Linked DNA regions of Mus musculus: all the other regions are linked to region 1. A link is a contact called in public Hi-C and HiChIP or PLAC-seq data. All regions are on one chromosome and are shown on one strand. The core of a region is the stretch at or near the end of the contact, and the rest is flanking DNA. Distances in the headings are between cores, read along the strand shown.

Region 1 (4,909 bases), core at 1,567-4,066:
CACACACACACACACGGACACACGGACACACACACTGACACATACACACGAACACACACACACACACATTTTACATTTTTTTAAAAAGCAAGGCACAATAACATAGAGTTATAATCTCAGTGCTATGGAGGTGGAGACAGACGGACCCCTGAAGCTCACAGACCAGTCAGACCAGCCTACCCACCTAGTACCAGACCAGTGAGAGACCCTGTTTCAAAAACTCATGATACACAGAATCTGAGGAATGACAGCTGAGGTTGTTCTCTGACCTCCATATGCAAGGACGGACGGACACACACACACACACACACAGAGTCATTCTGATAGTTACAAAGCTCTAAGCCCATGTAGACTCCTATCCTACTAACTCTAGTCTCAAATGTCCCATACTAGGACGGCAGGCCGACACAGGAAAGACATGACTCAAGCCTTTTGCCCAGACATTCAACTGGGCCACAGGCAGTTGCTGGGGACAGACACTTCCTCCTTTTCTCTGTCCCTAAAAAGGGTACTCAGGTCACTATAGCCCCATTCACCCCTTCTCGCTATTTCCAGAGCTCTACATCAAGTAAGTTTATCATATGGACATTAAATTGTAAACAGAAGAAAAACTAAAATGTCCTCTAAAGGGGAGAGCTTTGTTCTGATCCTAACAGAATCAGACTTAAGCCTTCCCATCTCAGCACTGAGCGACAGCCACAAAATGATTTAGAGGAACTAAGGGAGGGTGGGAAAATTCGTAGAAGACAGGTATGAGATGGTTTGACTTTCTTGACTGAGATAGAGCTCTGTTTCAGGGACAAAGGGTCTCCCACAAGTCCAGGGTGGTGGATCCCACCGGTCTTGACAACAAACTAGAGATAGGTCAGTTAACGAACTTGCTTTCCACTTAGAACTCGGTAGATTCGAATTTGATCTAACCTTATATCCAAGTGTAGTTACAGATGTGACTTTGCCATTACACGGGAAAACCCACACAAACCTCAGTTTGCTGCTTCCCAACTTCACAGCCCCAGAGGCACCCAGGACCAGATTCAAACACCAAGCCGAGGCCTGGAAACTACTGCCAGGAATTACTGAGCTCTAGATCCAGACCAGGCAACCTCAGCAAATCAGAAGGCATCCTCTGGGTCTTACACTTACACACTTACACACACACACACGCGCGCACAGGCACACACACACACAGCTCAAGAGTGCTCCAAAAGCCACTGAACAAAAAAATACAAGCGCCACCCCTTCCCTCTTTCCCTGCGGTGGCTTTGTGTGTGACATCGACTGGGAGCGCGCGAATGTTGTCGGGCTCACACACCCCCTTCCACCCAACCTGCTCCCATCACAGAGTAAATGGGCGCGACTGAGCGCCCTGCGTTCCCTGAGAGTGGGTCCACCTGGCAGACCGACGCGTCACCAGGCCTCTGGTCTTCCACCCTCAGGGAGCAAGGGTATGACATCCACGCCCCCGTCTCCAGAGGCCAGAGTGGCTCTGGAAAGCAGAACCCTGGTGCCCGTCACAGGCCAGGCAGAGGCCGAGGGACGAGAAAGGGTGAACAAGAGGGTACAGAGATTCCCCACTCGCACACCCCCTACCCCCAATTTAGCGAGCTGCGGCCCCAAAGGGGACCAAAGAGGCTGGCCTGGCGACTCGGCAGGAAGTTCCCAGGACCGCACTGAGCATGCTCTGGGGGAGTGTGTACGCGGGTGTCGCCCTTACATCCCGCAGCCTCTGCCATCTCCCAGTCGTGGGTGCACGCCGGCAGGATCGCGGCCGGGGCGGGCTGTCCCTAAGGCTCTCTAGGTTACGAAGGGTCTTCTTGACCTTTCAGCCTGGAGCTTTGGATCTTTATATCCCTTCTCCCCAGGGACCTGGGGTCCCACTCTTCATTCTTCCTTCCAACTGGCTCAAGGCACATCTCACGCTGAGCTCTCGGATCCCCAGGACCCTAGCCCGGCCCACGCTGGCATCCTGGTTTCTGGTTTCATCGCGGTCCCAGCGTCCAAAATGCCAATCTCAGCTTCTCGCCTCCAGCCCACGCCACCCGAGCCCCTTCTGGACAGTTCCTTGGAAGCCTAAAAGCCTCAGAGGCTAGAGAAGATCTTCGGGGTCCCATGAGAGGGGATGCCTCTGAGCAGGTGGTGGACCCTCCAAGCGGGTCCCTCGGTTGTACTCTGGGGTTCCCACCCCCGTCCCAAATCAAACACGGCCAGAACATCCACCCACGCAGCCCCCGGTGTCAGCGTTGGGCCGGATAAGGGCTGCCTCATCTCCCCTAACATCCCCCACGCGTCCCCCCGCGATCCACAGTCCGTGCATCTCCCCGAAGGGGGATGGCGAGCTTCTGAATCGATCGCTCGACCCTGCAGCAGCTCTTACCTGCTAGTAGGGGAGCAGCAGAAGCACCATCAGTAGCAGTCGGGTTCACTCTCCAGCAGCCTTGCTCCAGGAACAGAGGTCCCAGGCACAGCCAGGAGCGGGGTCAGAGCGCCCCCTGAGACTGAGATGCGGCTACCTGGGCTAGATCGAGCCTGGGGCCGCCGCCGCCACCGCGGGAGCCGCAGGGCTGCCGGGCGAGCGGGCCTCGGCAGGGACGGTCTGAAAACTACCAGCCCTGTCGGGGCCGTGCGCAGCGCGTCCACCTTCCGCCCCTAGACGCAAGCAGGGACGTTCCTCCTGAGTCCAAACGATCAGGACAGAATGGTTAGGAGATCTTTTCGAGGTTTCTGCTACCCTTCCCGGATCGACCTACCCAACTTCTCTCAGCTTCTAGGCTCGCGCCGCTCTCCAAGGCAAAGGGATTCCGGGCCACGGACGTTCCGCAAATTCCCCGCCCACCCCGGCAGAGCGCTCAGCCAATTCGGAACGCCTCGGCTTCTCGGGGATCGTCTGCAAACTCTAGACCCTGTACAGGAGGACTTGAAGCCGCTCCATTCCGCAGCCCAAGGAGAAACAGGCAGAGAGCTAGACCGAGGGAGCTGAGTAAATAATACTCTAGCAAGGTCAGGGGCAGGGTACAATTACTGTTACATACAGTGCATTCTCCAGAGTGATGGTCTCTGGGCCTCCTCAGGACAGGGACCTTTCAGGAGTGAAACCAGTGGGGAGGAGATGGCGGGCTCAACTGTTTAGGGGGTCTTGCCAACTTTTAACAAACGCCCTGAGCTCCATTTTTATACTTTATAGAGTAGATTGGCAAAAACAGTAGGAATTTCTGTCCCGTGTCTTTTTTTTTTTAACTGAACAGATTTGTATTTGTTTATTTTGTGATGGGGGGGGGGGGGGGTGGTGCAGTCTTACCTAACCCAGACTGGCCTCGATGAACTTGCTTTTAACAGAGCATACCCTCGAACTCTGGATCTTCTTGCCTCCATCTCCTGAGTACAGGAATTACAAGCATCACACCCTTGGCTTTGGTGACCCTGAGCAAGTCATTTATCCGGATCCTCTTAGCGGCTCTATTAATGAGGGCAATAACGGCTGCTCCATGACATTATTGTGAAAATGTAATGAAATATTTGTAAAGGGTTTGGCAGTGACTGGTACACAGTAGGCACACAATTTTTCTAATGTGCTTCTTTTTCTCTGCTCAGTCTGCGTTTTATGAGCAGCCTGGACAGCTTAACACCGTACTCTTGTAAATTCAAACAGAAATAAAACACATCTCCTGCCCTGAGGGCACCACAATGAAACACTGACTAGCAAGCAATATTCAATCGGCCACCCTCCAGGGAGCTGGCCGTGCATTTACATCACGGAGCATTATAGATCCTGGTTAAGTGTTGTCTGGAATGGAAGGAGGGTGGACTGATGGATTACCCGGGGTGTAAATGACAGGAAGTTCTGCTCCTGTGAGCCATCGCTATATCCAGTTACAGTAGAAGGGTTTATCCTGCAGAATTTCTTCAACCTTGTTTCACAGCTCCGTTCTTAGGCTAATTTCACCCTAACTTGCCCCCCTCCACATCCCCGGCAGAATTATTTTAAACCTGGGGATTATAGAATTTTGGATTTTTTTTTTTAACACTAGAAACAATTTAGTTCCTCTTCTGCGTTTTGTGAAGTAGCCCTCTCGGCTACACAGCCAGTGAGTAAGAGCTCTTGACACCCAGGTCCTTCATAGAACACACCTGTGGTGTTGTCTCCTGCTTGGAGCACCCTGGGAATGTACACAAATGAAATCAGCCCTTCTTTAACATCCACCTGGAGGAAGAGGCTGGGCTACTTCTGGATCAGAAGAGCTTCCAGGTGTCAGAGACAGTCCAAGTGGGGTCCAAGGACACCGAGGAAATTGGGGTGCACAGGATGAGCTTTTCTGGAAACCCTAGGAATATTCTGAGGCATTCTTCCTTGCAAGCCAAAAAAAGTGTCTCAAGAAAAATGGTGACATCTGGTGGCCAGGACTTTCTGTGCTGGTTATAGATTATAATCATAATAGATTCTTTAGAAAGCCAAGTCCCATGGACCAGACCGTTCCTAACTGTACCAACCTGGTTGTCTGAAAGACATTCATCACTTAAACTTTATAGAGGATATTCTATATAGTTATTTCAGATTCTTTAACCCAAAGCACATACATATATAAAGAAATAAAATATGATATAAGTAAAATAGTAAATTCATATGTACACATATGCATAATCTCTCTTATCTATTCTTTTCATTTACATAAATATATTGCATGTTCTTAGGGAGAAATTAATATTACTTCAATTGTTCTTTCGATAGAGTAAAAGCATTAATTTACTGGAGCTGGGGAGATGCTTCAGTCAGTAGAGTGCTTGCTTGTGTGATCAGGAAGACCTGAATTCCATCCCTAGAACCCATATGTAAAGAACCAGGCTTTGTGGAGCATGCTTGTAATCCCAGCACTGGGGCCCAGGAGACAGATGGATCCCTGTAGCTTGCTGGCCA
Region 2 (4,689 bases), core at 1,130-3,629, 180 kb before region 1:
TCCTTTTAAATTCAGCTCATCATCTTCTCTATGGAATCTCCCTTGACCTCCGCAGCTGAGACCATCCTTCCTCATTAATCTTCCTTAGCAGGCGCTAGAGCCTAGTGACAGGCCTGGTCATTATTTACCGCCAGCCCCCTCATTAGATCACCCAAGGCCTCCACATCTGGCACTGAAGCCCATTCCTCTCTGTGGCCCCATTCATTAGGGACCTTCAGAGAATTGCTCAATAAATAAATCTACGTTAACCGGTGTATGATTTGGCCAGCTAGACTTGAGATTTCAGCTGGCACTTCCAAAAGGTGCTGTGTGTATCTCACTTAACATCAGACCTAAACGCACAAGTGGAAGAAGAGTTCCAAAGTCATTTACCAATGAGTTATGATCAGCTTCTTCATAGGGATTTTTTGCTCTCCAAGGTAAACGAGGACACCAATTTTCAACCTGAAAGAGATAAATCAGAAACACTAAGTATATTGGTTCATCTTTCAGTGGACACAAACGGCTAAGAAGAGGGCTGAGAACCACTTCCAACGCACAAGGAACATGGTGTTTATACGGGATATTATTATCCAGATAGGAACCAAACTCCTGCCAGATGTAGGTGCCCTCTAAGGTGCAGAAACCTTCAGCCAAGGTCTTAAGAACCTGTTCTATGTTACAGGGAGTGACTTCTTCCTCAACTAATCCCTACTCTTCCATAAGAGGGAAGAAGTGTCCTCTGTCAAGAGGTTAAAAGATTTGAACACTTATGCAGGGGCATGGCAGTGTGAAGGAGTCACCGTGTACCCTTCAGCAAGTGGACACAGATGATTTGTGATCAGCTCAGGTGTGTCTAAAGGGAACAGATGGCATTCAGGCCAAAAAAAATTATTCTCTGCTTTGAGGATCAGGAATGCAAACCATAGTTTAATGCTAATTAGTCAAGGTTTGTTTTCTGGGTATTTGCCTGACACTGCCTCAAGAAATAAGATGGGTAATGCAGGACTGGTGGCTCACACTGGTCATGCCAGTACCCAGGTTGTGACAGCAGGTAGATCAGATGTTCTAGGCTATATAACAAGTTCTAGGCCAGCTTGAACTACAAGAGACCCTGTCTCTAACAACAGCAAAATAGAAATGGATTACATATCTATTCAGTGATCTTACAAGAGTTCTTCCACAGAAGGGTCTGTCTGCACACAAGCTGTGTCCAACCTTCTAACATTAAGGCAACTACAAAGTACACACACACACACACACACACACTCCATAATGCTTTAAGCAAGTCTATAATTTTGTGTGAGCTTGCATTCACAGTTCTCTTGAGCATCTGTGGCTTACAGGCACAGGCTGAACACACCTGACTGTTGGGGGGAGGAAGAAAGGAAGGAGGAGAAAGACTGGGCTTATATATATTTCTTCAAGAAAAGCTACCAGAGATTAATAATTGATTAATTAATAATAGTTGATTAATAATTATTGATTAGCAATTAGCAATTATTAAGCAATCATTGTTAGGAAGGAGCTCAAGGCATGGCTCAGATGTTAAGAGAGACTGAAGAACTCACAAAGGACACAGCTCAGTTCTCCCATCACCCACATGGGGCAGCTCACAACTACCTGGAACCCCTGCTCCAGGGGATCTGACCCCTTCTTCTGGCTTCCAAGGGAGCTGATCTCACATGCAAAATTAAAATAAAAAATTCTAGGAAAGGAAAAACAAGAAATCCATTGGGTGACTCTGACATTTGGCCTCTTTATCTAAAATAGCTACAAAATCTCAGTGCTGGCATGGTTATCCCTTTATTAACTCATACAACATCACTAAGGATGGCTCAAGAACTGGCACCAGAAATCACTGTTCTTCAGTTAGGGCGGCAGGTAAGATTTTACAGAGGAGCATCGTTTAGGAAGTCACTGACTCAGGGGAACTGTAGTCTTTTGGGTTGGCAGATCAATCAGAAAAAAAAGAAAATCTGTCTTTCAGGTTTGGGTAGGTTTTCAAAGAAACATGTCAGTTTCAGTAATCTAGAAGTTACTCATAATGCGAGGTGGTATTTACTGTGACCGAAAATAACTGGCCATATTTGCATAAAGCCATCTGCTGTTGGTGAGAAAGCAGCTGAGCTCAGGGCAGCAAGGCTTCAGGGGTGGCAGGGAAAGTGCAAGATTCCCCCTTCTTGTGGAGTAAAATTAGACTTGGGTGACTGTTTGTGAGTGACCGCGCTTACTCAGAAACTCTCCCCCTGGGGAAAGTGCAATGCCTTCACTCATAAAAAGAGAGAATACTAAGCTGCCTGAGGCCCACGGCTTAAATCACCGTGGACCTTCACCAGGGTGACTACGAAAGGCACCAGACACAGCTCCACCGCTCAGGAAAAGGGAGCAGAAGAGCAGCCTGACTAAGCCCAGCGTTTCAGCCAGTCCCAGGGACGCCACACACATCCGTGCTTCCTGCTCTTGGGCCAGACTGATTCACTTGGCACCAATTCAGTTTTAGTAAATGGACTCAATAAAACATCCCTACGAAGCAGATTTATAATACAAAAGCTTCAGATGGGTCCTGGGCTTGACTGCTAGACCTTCAGCCATGCATGTAAGTGTTATGTATGTACACACACACACACACACACACACACAGCATGATGTCAAGAACCCTTACAAATAAATACACAACTAAGTTCATTTTTAAAAATTACTTTTATCCTCACCCACTTGAATTGTCTTTGTTATGTGATATATGTATGTTTCCCTGTTTGTGTGTCTGTATATGTAGATGTGTGCACATGTGCATGCATGCAGATGATAGAAGTTGATGTTGGATGTTTTCCTCCATTACTCTTCATCCTCTCTCTCTCTCTCTCTCTCTCTCTCTCTCTCTCTCTCTCTCTCCCTCTCTCTCTCTCCTTCCCTCCCTCCCCCTCCCTCCCCCTCCCCCCTTTTCTTTCTGTAAGTGAACCTGGGGCTCATTCATTCAGCCGGGCAGCAAGCTCTAGGGAGCCACCTGTTTTGCCTGCCCTGCTCTAGCGCTGCAGGTGCAGGCCCTGGAGTCAGCGGCTTATGTAGGTGCTGGAGAGCCCAGCTCAGATCCTCCTGTGTGAGCAGCAGATGCCTGACTGACAGGACATCTCCACAGTCCCTGGATAAGTGAAGCCTATATAGGAACCTGTCAGGATAAGAAAAAAATATCTCCCCATGAAGAATATAATAGGAAAAGATGAAGCAAGACGAGGAATAAAGAAAACCACCACCAACTGTGGTGTGCCCGGATATGGCTAATGCCCTCCCTCACATCCCTCCACCCTCAGGTCTCACTCTGATGAAAACATAGTCAGTCCAAGGTGATTTAGAATAGGACTTCACTTGAGAACTCTCAAGGCTGTAATTCCTTTTGTGAGCTGACCGTTTTTCTTAGTTCTTCTTTCTCTAAATCACTAGCTACTCCTTTGCTGCCTCCAAGGACATCTCTGCAAATATGGAAAATAGAGTGGTCCAATTGAGCTTTTAGGCAGAAATTTCAGCTCTGCATGAGATTGGAATGGTGGAAAAATAGATAAAGACCTTAACCCACAAAGGGAGAGTGGGCTGAGGTTGTTTTCCACCGCAAGGATGGGATAACTAGTTGATGGAATAATTAAATTATATGTAAACCAATTATCCTGTGGGAATAAGAGGGAAAACAAAAAAAATTTTTTTTTCCTTTCCCTGGAACCTCAGAGGATTACCAGGATTGGAGGAAGGCCAGAGCTGGTAATAACTCAAGAAATGAGCAAACTGTCTTCCACAGGGCAACACTTTCCTAAATAAAAGCACCACAATGAACATGCAGGGAAACTGCTTGTAGCTGACAACTCTACCTCCTGATACGTAACTACAGTTTCTATCTGATGCATCCAGTGTCACTTAATGAGCTTGGCCCACCAGTGTAACAGCCTATCAATGAAGCTGACCCCAGGAGGAGCCCACTCCCTGACTCATAGGAGTTGCGTTGACAGGAACTGTTCGGAAGAGCTCCTCTCAGGCTGGCTCCCAGAGTCCCTGGTTCCTATGGCTGCCTCCAGACATCTCCACCATGGCTGCCTCGGCCACACATCTCAGTTGTGGCTTTTCACTGCATGTGGCCCTCAGTGCAGAGGCCACTGCAGCTCATTCTCCTTTACCTCTCCAATCTTACAGGCACACAGTCCTCTCAGAAGCAACAACTCATCAAAGGCAGCCTGGAGTTTACCACGGTAAACAATTGGAAACAGGATTTGGGAGACAGCTCGGTGGCTAAAAAGCTTTGCTACTCATGGGTGAGGTCCTGAGTTTGATCCCTGGAGCTCATGTTACGTATCCCGGTGTGTCAGTCAGTATGTGCCTGTGACATCAGTGCAGAGAAGGTACCGACAGGAGGCATCCTAGCCAGTCTAGCTGAATCAGCAAGCTCTAGTTTCAGCGAGAAATCCCGTCCCAAAAACTAAGGTGGAGAGTGACAGGAACATGCCACCTCCTGGCTCACAACTCAGACAGGTACACACTCACAAACAGGTGCACACAACGCAAGATGGAAAACCGTCTGAACTCATGGTAACACATCCGGGACTCGATAAGGCAGTAGCAGCTCTTAGATCACGTTCAAGCTGAAGGCAAACTCTTTAGACACAAACTAATCTCTTCAGTGCACTAGCCACAGGCTGCAAGATGAAGAGGCGGCAGAGCAAGACA
Region 3 (4,645 bases), core at 1,677-4,176, 170 kb after region 1:
CTCTGTGCTAGCCCCAACAAGTTTCTACTGTTCAGAGGGTACAGTGTCTTTGTCAAAAGAGAAGTTTGCTGGTCCTAGCAGACCTACAAACAAAAGCCTGCTTCTTCTTCCTTCTTTTTCTTTTATATATGTATAAATGTGTGTGCGCGCACGTGTGCATCAACCTTCACAGAGGTCAACCTTCACAGTCATTCCTCAGTGATTGTCCACTGCTGTTATTTTTTGGTGGAAAGGGGCCCCAATAGAACCTGGAGCTTGCTGGCTTGGCTAGACCAGCCTGTCAGCAAGCCTTGGGGTTCTGCCTATCCCATCCACCCAGAATTAAGATTATAAATGTGCTTCACCATTCCTAGCTTTTTTGTTTGAGTTCTGGGCATTGAATTCAGGTCTTCATGCCTGTATGGGAAGTACTTTACTAACTGAACCATCCCCCATCCCCAGCCTCTTCCCCTTTTTATAAGCATTTACCTAAAAGGTGGATATCTGTTCCACAGGAAAAAGCCCCAGCCCCATACATTTCTGTGATCAAAGGCCTAAGAAATGCTTGCATCAGATATCCCTTAGAGCTTCCCAGCATGTGTCTGCACATCAGAGCATCCGTTATGGAGCAATTTGTTCCATTTGATTGACACATGATGTTGTACATTTATTTAGATAGGAAACACTTTTTAGGACCTATATATTAACATTCTGTGAAATGATTTTCACTGGCCCATGTCTCAGTTTAAAAATATTCCTTCAATCTTTGAGTGAGAAGGTGAAAACAGAGTCTATTTATAGATAGAGGAAGAAGTAAAGGGCTAGGGTATATAGGGTAGGCAAAATACCCTTGGCCAATTTTATCAAGTAGAGTTTATTTGGGCAAATCAAAACCCAACAAAATACCTCTCTAGAACCCAGAAGCTCCCAGAATGTTGTTTGTGCATTTTCTGAGATGACATGAACAAATGTCTCCTCACCTCAGATATAGAACAATACCACAAACCAAAGAAATGATTGTACCTACCTAGTTTGGTAAGCCAACGAGTTCGATTAGGGTCACCTCCAGGAGCAACGGTAATGGATTACTCAAAGAAACATGGATGAGGGGTTGTAAGGTGCTATCCTTTGAGCCTCCATCTTCATGAGATCAGACGTACCTACTTACTAGGGTTCATCAGTGCAGGGAAGCATGGGTTGGGACTGTGGACTGTTGAAATATTATCTCAGGGAAAGGAGGCAGGAAGGGTCACTGGACCATCACCTGAGTATCCTGCCTCTCCTCTCAGCCATTTGCATGCAATTCTGCAGCATTTGCACATGACAGCTGGGTCTTGAGAGGTAGAGTCTCTAGAGTGTGTAGGCTAGGAAAGACTAAGGAAAGGAGGCACTATCTATGTAGCTATCTATTAGAAGCTATTGTACGTGTTGCAGCAGGTCTTCCAGTGATTTTGGGCACCCATGTCTGCCAGTAATCCCTCACCCACACTTTGTAGATAAGCCCCAAAAATTTACTTGGTTAACTATGATGAATGGAACTTTGGTTTGTCAGGAAGACTTTAGGGTGTCTGTACCACTGGGGAAAATGCCTCTTTCTCAGCAACTATTAGTGGTCTATAAATCCTGGGGAGGGTGGAACATTATGAATCCCTCCCCAACTCTATGTCAGGTCATGAAGGCTCCCAGTCTTGTGCAGGTCACAACTTCTGAGAGTTAAAAGGACAGCACAATGTCATGCCCAAATGACAGGGTTCCCTTGCAGAAGCAAATCAGATTCTGAGAACTCCACTTAGCCAGGTGATGAAACCGGTTTTTTGTTTGTTTGTTTGTTTTGTTTTTTGTTTGTTTGTTTTGTTTTGTTTTTTTTTTGAGAAGACAGAGAAGACAAAGAAAGCAATATTGGCAACAGTGCCACCTGCGACCATGCAAAGTTTGGTTCAAAGTTCAGACTAAACTCGTTGGATTGTCTGTCAGGGCCTGTGTAGGTACCATATCCATGGTTTCCTACCACATTCAATAACAGGTAGATTATTTGAAAGAACTGAAAAGTAGGGGCTGGGGATGTAACTCAGTTTATGAAGTGCTTGCTCAGCATTTGTGAAGGCCTGAGTTCAATCTCTAGCATCACATAAACTGGGCATTGTGGTGCGTATCTGCAGTCCCAGCACTTTCAACACGGAGGCAGGAGAATCAGAAGCTCAAGGTCAATTCTGACTACATGAGACACAGGGGAGATGGCTCACTGGGTAAGAGCATGGGCTTCACAAGCAGGAGGACTTAAGGCCCAACACCCTATGGACCAATAACCTCTGCATTGTTAGGGGTGGAGGAGACAGGAGGATCATTGGGATTTTCTGCATGCCATCTTATCTTTAGGTTCAGGTAGAGACTGTTTCAAGGGAATAAGGCAGAGATCCATAGAGCAGGCCACTCCATGTCTTCCTCCCACCTCTACTTGCATATACCACACACCACATCACACGTATGACAACACTATAGACCACACACATACCATGCATGGTTCTTCCTCTTTCCGATAAAGGACACACAGATTAATAAACTCCTGGAAATAGGGACTAGTGTGCTGGTATGTGAGCCAGGAGGTCTCCCAGATTAGTATCCAAAGAAACAGGAACAGCTATCCATCATTGGTAGCTCCCTAAAAAGCGCTGTTGTTCACAACAAGCACCCTCAAAACCTGTTTTACAGAATTTGTGCATGTACTATTTGGAGAAAGAAAAAAAGAAATATATAAATATAAATCTTTGCACATTCTGAGCTTCCAGAACTGGTTTGTTGCTCAGTCCCTGGTGCTGAGCCCACCCTAGAATCCATGAAAGAGGAATGTTGAGGGAAGGAGGGAGGGAGGGAGGGAGGGAGGCAGCCCCCACCCCAACTGCCACCACCACCCACACGTCCACCACTCCAACTGCAAATAGAGCTGAGATCTCTCATGGCTAGCCAGCTGGAACTTCACGGGCCGCTTCCTGCTTGCTCCCTTTCTATTCTGCACTTGCTTTAATCATTGCCCTCCCCCTCCCCCCTTTTCTTCATGTTTCACACCAGCCTGCAGTTCTATATTGCAGTGTGAGATTAAAAAGCAGCTACCTAGAGCCCTGGGCGACTGGCTGATGGGTGAATTCAGCTACTATACTATCTCCACAATATTATAACTATTTTTTTTCTCCCAGAAACCCCATACATCCTTTTGCCCCCTCCTGGTATGATTTTAAAGCAAACAGGTTCTGCGAACTCACTGTGATTTCTAAGCCAGGATGCAGCTGGCTTTAGGCACAGGTCAGGGGCTTTGTAGGTGTTCTCTTAAAGCATGAAGGTTTCTAAATGGTTGGTTAAGTGATTGATTCTGCCTGGATTTAATTTCTTGCTTTTCTGGAATTCGGTTGTGGACTAGATTAAAGCATTAGTCATTTATTTAGGGATGTGAATTCAGTTTCATCTGGTACACCTGTTAGGAACAGATCTTTATCCTTCACAGCTGAGCCCACCTGCTTTTTGAACTCTCCCTTCTCTGCCCACACACCACTTTTCTTCTTCATCTTTATTTTGAAATAGGTCTCATGCATTCGAGGCTGTCCTTGAACTCACCATGTGTCTGAGTTATAATCTTGTATTGTCAGTCTTACCTCTACTTCCCAAGGGCTGGGATTCCAGGCATGAGCTACACCTGGCTTATGTGGTGCTAGGGGTTGAACCCAGGATTTCCCGTATGCTAGCCAAGCTCTCTACCAATTGAGTTGCATCCCCAGTGCCCCTTCTCTCCCTACTTTTATTTTTACTTGTCTAGACAGGATCCATCACATATTTGCTCTTGTGCTGTTCTACAATCTGTTTCCTGTCTATTCTCACCTTGCTAAAAGACGCACAGCTTGTATGTCCAAGCCCCTTCTATCTGAGTACCATTAGGACTGTGTATATGATGGGAAATCCCTCCACAGACAGGTAACTTTATAGAGCAGAGGAGATTGGATAGTTAATCTGTGGTGCCCTAACTTATACAAATCTGTTGGTAGTCAGCCTTGCCTATGTATTAACTGTAGCCCACTGAGACTGATTGTGCACCGCTGGTTTCCAGAGCTGTGGGCGAGAGAAAAAAACATTTGTGTTGTTTAAGCCTCCAAACGTGTGGCAACTTGTTGTAGCAGCAATGGGAGGCCCTGCAGGCTTCCCAGCTTTTATTGGCTTGGTGGGCAATTCAAGCACAGACTTCCCTTTTCTAAGGAGGAGAAGACATACCTAGAGTTTTCCCCTTGGGTTCACTTAACATTTTAAGTGAACTGAGACCAGAATGGGATAGGTTGCATTTGGAGCTAAAGTTGTTCCAGAGGTAGAATGGTGTATGGTATGATTTTAGCACCAGAGTTCCTACTGGCCAGTCCTTACAAAGTCAAGGATTCTGACCATCCTTTAAAAGTAATATACCACGATTCCAGGATAAGGTCCATTTTGTCTTTAAGAAACACATATACATATACACACAAATGCATATACAAACATATATAGCAAACATATAAATATACATATGTATACATGTATACACATACACACATGTTCAGGTATACACACATACTCACACACACAAACACACACAGAGGCCAAGTTTCTCACTGTTGCCTATGTGCTTCCTGTAGCATCTGGATTCAAACAT
Region 4 (4,646 bases), core at 1,182-3,681, 160 kb before region 1:
TGGAGGAGGGGGGAGGGGACAAAGGACACAGTGGAGTGGATGAGTCAAGTGGAGGCCCACGGGTAGAGCAGAGCCAAAGGTCCCTGAGCTGAGGGCAGGGTGACCAGATGCTCAGATCCGGGAGAGTTCCAGATGCTTGCTAGAGCAGAGCAGAGAAGAGAAGAGGAACTCCCTGTAAACAGAGAGCAGAGGAGACAAAGGCAGGAGAGCTAAGCAAGACCACAGGGGCCCTTCTATTCAACACCCTCAGGAGGTTCCAAGGCCACAGCACAGGACCTGCAGTGCAGCGCTCAGGCCAAATAGCACAGAAGTGTCAATGAGCACTTAAAGCTGCCCCCAAAGAACACCAGGGAATGTTCCCAGGAGGTTCTACTTGAATGGCAACCTTTCTCTCAACACCACTGGCCAGGAGTGGTTTCTAGGAGCAGAGCAAACAAATACAATTCAGTTTTCTCAAAATAATAGAAGATAAAAGAAGAAAAGGTCAGAAATGCAGGTGTGGCCTGGGAATAGCAGCTCTGGGAACAGCCAGGCCAACCTGCTGGCTGAGCTCCTGGCCAGTGAGAGACCCCGTCTGAAGGAAAAGCTGGACCGCGCCCAAGGAATGACACATAATGCCTCCATACCTACACGCACATACATGTTCACTTGCACAGATTACACACAACAGGCTGGGCTGCGGCTCAGCATGGAGGCCTTGCCTAGCATTCTGGAGACCTTGGGTTTGATCATCAGTGGGAGTGCACAGAGTTGAGAATGGGCGGCCAAGTGTGTCTGGGCACTCATTTGCTTATGCAGATATCACATCTATGTCATAGTCTGGACATGGAGCAGGACTCTGGGGATCCAGGAAGATGGGAGAATTCTAACTAAGCTCCCTTGATGTTGGAACCTGAAGGATCACCTGAAGATGAAGGGCTAGGAAACACAGAGCAGACAGCAGAAGTGGTCCAGGTTCTCAGCCTGACTGCTGACAGCTACTGCTGACCTGCATCCCACGGGAGTGGCAGAGAAGGGCTACCACTAATAGGACAGAAACGGTCTAGAAAGGATTCGCTTCAAGGCTCAGAAGCCCACTGGCATCTTTGGGAGCGGAAAACGATGGAGGGTGTTGGGATGAACAGACATAACTTCTACTTTACCTTGATTTTCCCCTCGCAGTGGGGGTAGCCATCCATAGGAGGCAATACACATTTTTCCTGAACTCCATTAATGATATCTGCAAAAAATGGGAAACAAAAGAAACCATGAGAACCATAACACAGAAGCCCAACATCACAGTCCACGTAGGCTGAAGGACAAACTGAAATAGAGAGTTCTCCGTGGAGGCAAGGTTCTGATCCATGCAACCCCTCCAGCTACAGGTATGGCTGCCACCACAGCAGAACACTGTTGCTGGGAGTCAGGGGAGTAGTGGTAAGAATGAAAATGGCCCCCACGGACTCACAGGGAGCAGCATCATTGGAGATGGGGCCTTGTTAGAGGAAGTGCATCACTTGGGGTGGGCTCTGGGGTTTCAGAGGCTCAAGCCAGGTCCAGTGGCTCACTGTCGGTGCTGCCTGCAGATCCGGATGTGGAACTCTCAGCTACCTCTCCAGCACCACATCTGCCTGCATGCCACCACAATAATGGACTGAACCTCTGAACTGCAAGCCAGCCCCAGTTAAATGGTGTCCTTTATAAGAGTTGTTGTGGTCATGGTGTCTCTTCACACAATAGAAACCCTAACTATGACTGGGGCCATGCCATCAACAAGGAGATTTTCTGGGATCTTAGCAGTCCTTACAAAGAAAGGTATGTCAGCATCTATGACAGTCACTCTTCACCCCGCCCCCCATCTGCTTGTGCTCATACGTGCATGCAGGGGAGGCTAGCGAACAATCTCATGTGACATTCCTCAGGAACATTCCATAGTTTTTGTTTTATTTTATTGAGATATGGTCTCTCACTGGCCTGAAACTCACTGCATAGGCTAGGCTGGCTGTCCAGCAAGTCCCAGGGTTCTTCCTGCCTCTACCTCCCTAGTGCTGGGATTACAAGTATGTGCCAACACATGTGGCTTCCTACCATAGTGGGGATTAGACAGATCTTTGTAAGCATTTCCCCATGATCACCTCTCCAGACTCTGCAACGGTTCATTTTAAGAACCCAATCACCTTGACTTTTATTTAGAACTGAATGGCATCTGATAGGTTAAAAGTACCTGGTTATCTTCCCATCGTGGTTTTAAAGGGGCGGTGAGAAGAACAGACAAAAATGAGCTTACAATCCCCGCCCCTAAACTTTGGGAACTATGGCCATCTGTCTGTCCTCCCACTGGAAACTGAGCCAAATCTTCCTATCTAGCTCTGCTGCCAACAGCCAGGATAAGCATCTTCAGGAGGGAGGGTGACACTCTGCCCCTGGTACCTCGTACGTACTTCCTCTTAAAAGATAAAGAGTCTCCAGCAGCTGTTTTGTATGTACAACAAGGCAGCGTTTCTCCTTGTACACCTGATAGGAACACGTGGCCATCTTATCAGATGGCCCCTGCAGAGGGAGTCCATGCAAGCTCCGCCACTGGCCCAGTGCTTGGCACCAGCCAGAAGCCAGCGATCTCGACATCTGGCCTGGAGATACAGCTCTTGCAAGCACTTTCCTCTGCCAGCTTGGCTGTAAGAACCTATAAGTAAATCAGAGGGAACTGCTCAAGGTGAAAGATCATCTCCTGTTAGAAATGACTCAATACAACTTATTCTCTATTTGGAAAAACTTTGTCTAGGCCTATTTCACACCATGGAGAAAAGTGAATTTCTACAACGAAGTCTCAGACAGATGTTTTAGTTACTTTTATGCTGCTGTGATAAAACAACATGATCAACCCCAAATTTGGCTCTCGGCCCAAAAGGAAGCCAAGGCTGGAATTCAAGTAGGTCAGGAACCTGGAGGAAGAGGCTGAAACAGAGCCACGAATGAACATTGCTTACTGGCTTGCATGACCCTCATGACTTGTGCTGGCTGCTTTCTCCTACAACCTAGGGCCACCTTCACACCACATCCATCCTTAATTAAGACAAGAGCACATAGGCATCCCAACAAGCCAATCTTTTTTGTTTGTTTTTGTTTTGTTTTGTTTTTGTTTTTGTTTTTTGAGACAGGGTTTCTCTGTGTCATCCTGGCTGACCTGGAACTCACTCTGTAGACCAGGCTGGCCTCGAACTCAGAAATCCGCCTGCCTCTGCCTCCCGAGTGCTGGGATTAAAGGCATGCGCCACCACGCCCGGCTCCAACAAGCCAATCTTATGGAGGCATTTCCTTAATTCTCTCTTCCCAGATCTGCCTAGCTTTGTGTGAAGCTGAAGTGCACCAACCAACCAGCACATCACTTAATCTCTGCAGAAGATCTCAAGGTCACAGGAAGCTGTCTGCTCCCAAAGGGCCGGGGAAACCAAGGTGTAGCTAATCCACAAAATCTACTTGCAGCCCCTTCGGAGTCACACAGATTGAGTGTCCCTTGTTTAAGATGCTTGAGACCCCTGGTTCAGACTTCACAGTTCTTTATATGTTCACAGGCTTGACATTAGGTTGTACATTCCTAACAGAATATCCCAAATCCAAAGGGTTCCCAAGTCAGAGTTTCTATTTTGAAATGATGGGATTTTTTTTTTTTAAGTTATTTACTTAACTCTCATCATGTTTCCCCTCGCTGTAGCTTTATTTCATATCTCATATGCATACACATACATACATGATGTTCTGTATCTGTATGAAATGTAGAACCACAATGAGAGAGAGCATGGTGTATCTGTGAGATCAGCTTGAATCTGCTATATGATTCTCTCCAATGGCGCTCTTTTTATTTTTATTTTTCAAATAGCATCCTATCAACTTCTACAGCACTTTGAAACACATGTCTTGTATTTTATTAGTTTTTCTAGATTTTAGCTGAAAGAGTGGAAGCACCATCTGCCTCATACTTTACAGGAGACTCCCCACAAGCATATATGCTGACCCTCTGCCTTTTCTGATTCCTAAAACTAGAGCCTGGAGAGATGAAAAAGATCCCTAGTTCAATGAGGAAACAAATCAAACTCATGAAGCCCTTCCTCTTTTGAAGGCACCATGAATCTCTACCATAAAGCTTTATCCTTTGGGGGTATGCACGTGTGTGAGTGTGGCTCTGCGTGTGTGAACATTTACACACCAAGCATGGCACGTGGAGGTCAGAGGGCAACCCCAGGTGTCAGTACTCATCTTCTGTCTTGTTTGAAACAGGGTCTCTCATCCACTGCTGTGTAATGCCAGACTAACTTATTCCTGAGTTTCTGGGGACTCTGTCTCCACCCCTAATCTTGCTGCAGGAACACTGGCATAAGAGACATACACTGGTCCTCATGATCGTGTGGCAAGCGCACTGAGCCATCTCTCCAGCACAGATTTTCCTTCTAGATCAGGATTCTTTCTACCCAACTGTGTCTAGTATTCACAGGCACACACCACAGTCACTTCATTCATACTCTGTATAGGAAACATGAGCAGAGAGAGTGTGGGGTAAACCGACCAAATAGTATTCTGCTTAGAAAGGCACCTTCGATGGCCTCCTGGACTTGCTAAGTAAGAACTCAAAGCTAGGGCATTACCTGTGTGCAAATACTATAAAACTGAAC

Evidence for each region. Hi-C and Micro-C count contacts between places; a contact is called where the count stands out from the background. HiChIP or PLAC-seq counts read pairs in DNA pulled down with a chosen protein or histone mark.
Region 2: an H3K4me3 HiChIP or PLAC-seq map of neural progenitor cells shows a contact between it and region 1, with 40 read pairs. The contact joins the enhancer-like site here to the promoter of Mgat5 in region 1. A contact is called at or near these places in 16 of 39 promoter capture datasets (3T3-L1-derived adipocytes, the C10 cell line, the HPC-7 cell line and 9 more), 2 of 15 datasets of contacts at CTCF or cohesin (CD8 T cells and large pre-B cells), 21 of 484 Hi-C or Micro-C datasets (B cells, CD4 T cells, CD4 single positive thymocytes and 13 more), 37 of 115 datasets of contacts at active chromatin or transcription factors (the 230-238 cell line, CD8 T cells, the NIH/3T3 cell line and 27 more) and 4 of 9 other capture datasets (adipose tissue, liver, macrophages and 1 more).
Region 3: a contact with region 1 is called in a Hi-C map of cortical neurons, with 2.2 times the contacts expected there. The contact joins the enhancer-like site here to the promoter of Mgat5 in region 1. A contact is called at or near these places in 4 of 39 promoter capture datasets (the C10 cell line, hippocampal neurons and liver), 8 of 484 Hi-C or Micro-C datasets (the HPC-7 cell line, LSK cells, cardiomyocytes and 5 more), 13 of 115 datasets of contacts at active chromatin or transcription factors (the SCID.adh cell line, T-cell acute lymphoblastic leukemia, bone marrow-derived macrophages and 10 more) and 2 of 9 other capture datasets (adipose tissue and embryonic tail).
Region 4: an H3K4me3 HiChIP or PLAC-seq map of the SCID.adh cell line shows a contact between it and region 1, with 30 read pairs. The contact joins the enhancer-like site here to the promoter of Mgat5 in region 1. A contact is called at or near these places in 12 of 39 promoter capture datasets (3T3-L1-derived adipocytes, the C10 cell line, the HPC-7 cell line and 7 more), 13 of 484 Hi-C or Micro-C datasets (B cells, the C2C12 cell line, DN2 thymocytes and 9 more), 34 of 115 datasets of contacts at active chromatin or transcription factors (CD8 T cells, the SCID.adh cell line, T-cell acute lymphoblastic leukemia and 23 more) and 4 of 9 other capture datasets (adipose tissue, liver, macrophages and 1 more).

Annotation. Positions count from the first base shown.
Region 1 is chr1:127,202,893-127,207,801 of GRCm38.p6, reverse strand. Mgat5 (mannoside acetylglucosaminyltransferase 5) reads right to left here and starts at 2,816. Exons shown (of 18, transcript NM_145128.3): 1 at 2,375-2,816.
Region 2 is chr1:127,378,676-127,383,364 of GRCm38.p6, reverse strand. Mgat5 (mannoside acetylglucosaminyltransferase 5) reads right to left here. Exons shown (of 18, transcript NM_145128.3): 7 at 373-444. Among named protein-coding and RNA genes, the nearest start is that of Gm23734, 5.9 kb to the right of the region's middle. Within about 2 kb of position 2,379, at least 58 of the 459 cell types and tissues checked have an H3K27ac peak or open chromatin away from gene starts, as enhancers often do. A contact at or near this core is called in the CH12 cell line, the N1E-115 cell line, the NIH/3T3 cell line and 9 more, where this site is marked.
Region 3 is chr1:127,030,067-127,034,711 of GRCm38.p6, reverse strand. No RefSeq gene overlaps it. Among named protein-coding and RNA genes, the nearest start is that of Gm41945, 7.9 kb to the right of the region's middle. Within about 2 kb of position 2,926, at least 9 of the 459 cell types and tissues checked have an H3K27ac peak or open chromatin away from gene starts, as enhancers often do. A contact at or near this core is called in cortical neurons and hippocampal neurons, where this site is marked.
Region 4 is chr1:127,361,721-127,366,366 of GRCm38.p6, reverse strand. It overlaps Mgat5 (mannoside acetylglucosaminyltransferase 5), which reads right to left. Exons shown (of 18, transcript NM_145128.3): 5 at 1,143-1,219. Among named protein-coding and RNA genes, the nearest start is that of Gm23734, 11 kb to the left of the region's middle. Within about 2 kb of position 2,431, at least 20 of the 459 cell types and tissues checked have an H3K27ac peak or open chromatin away from gene starts, as enhancers often do. A contact at or near this core is called in the N1E-115 cell line, the SCID.adh cell line, T-cell acute lymphoblastic leukemia and 2 more, where this site is marked.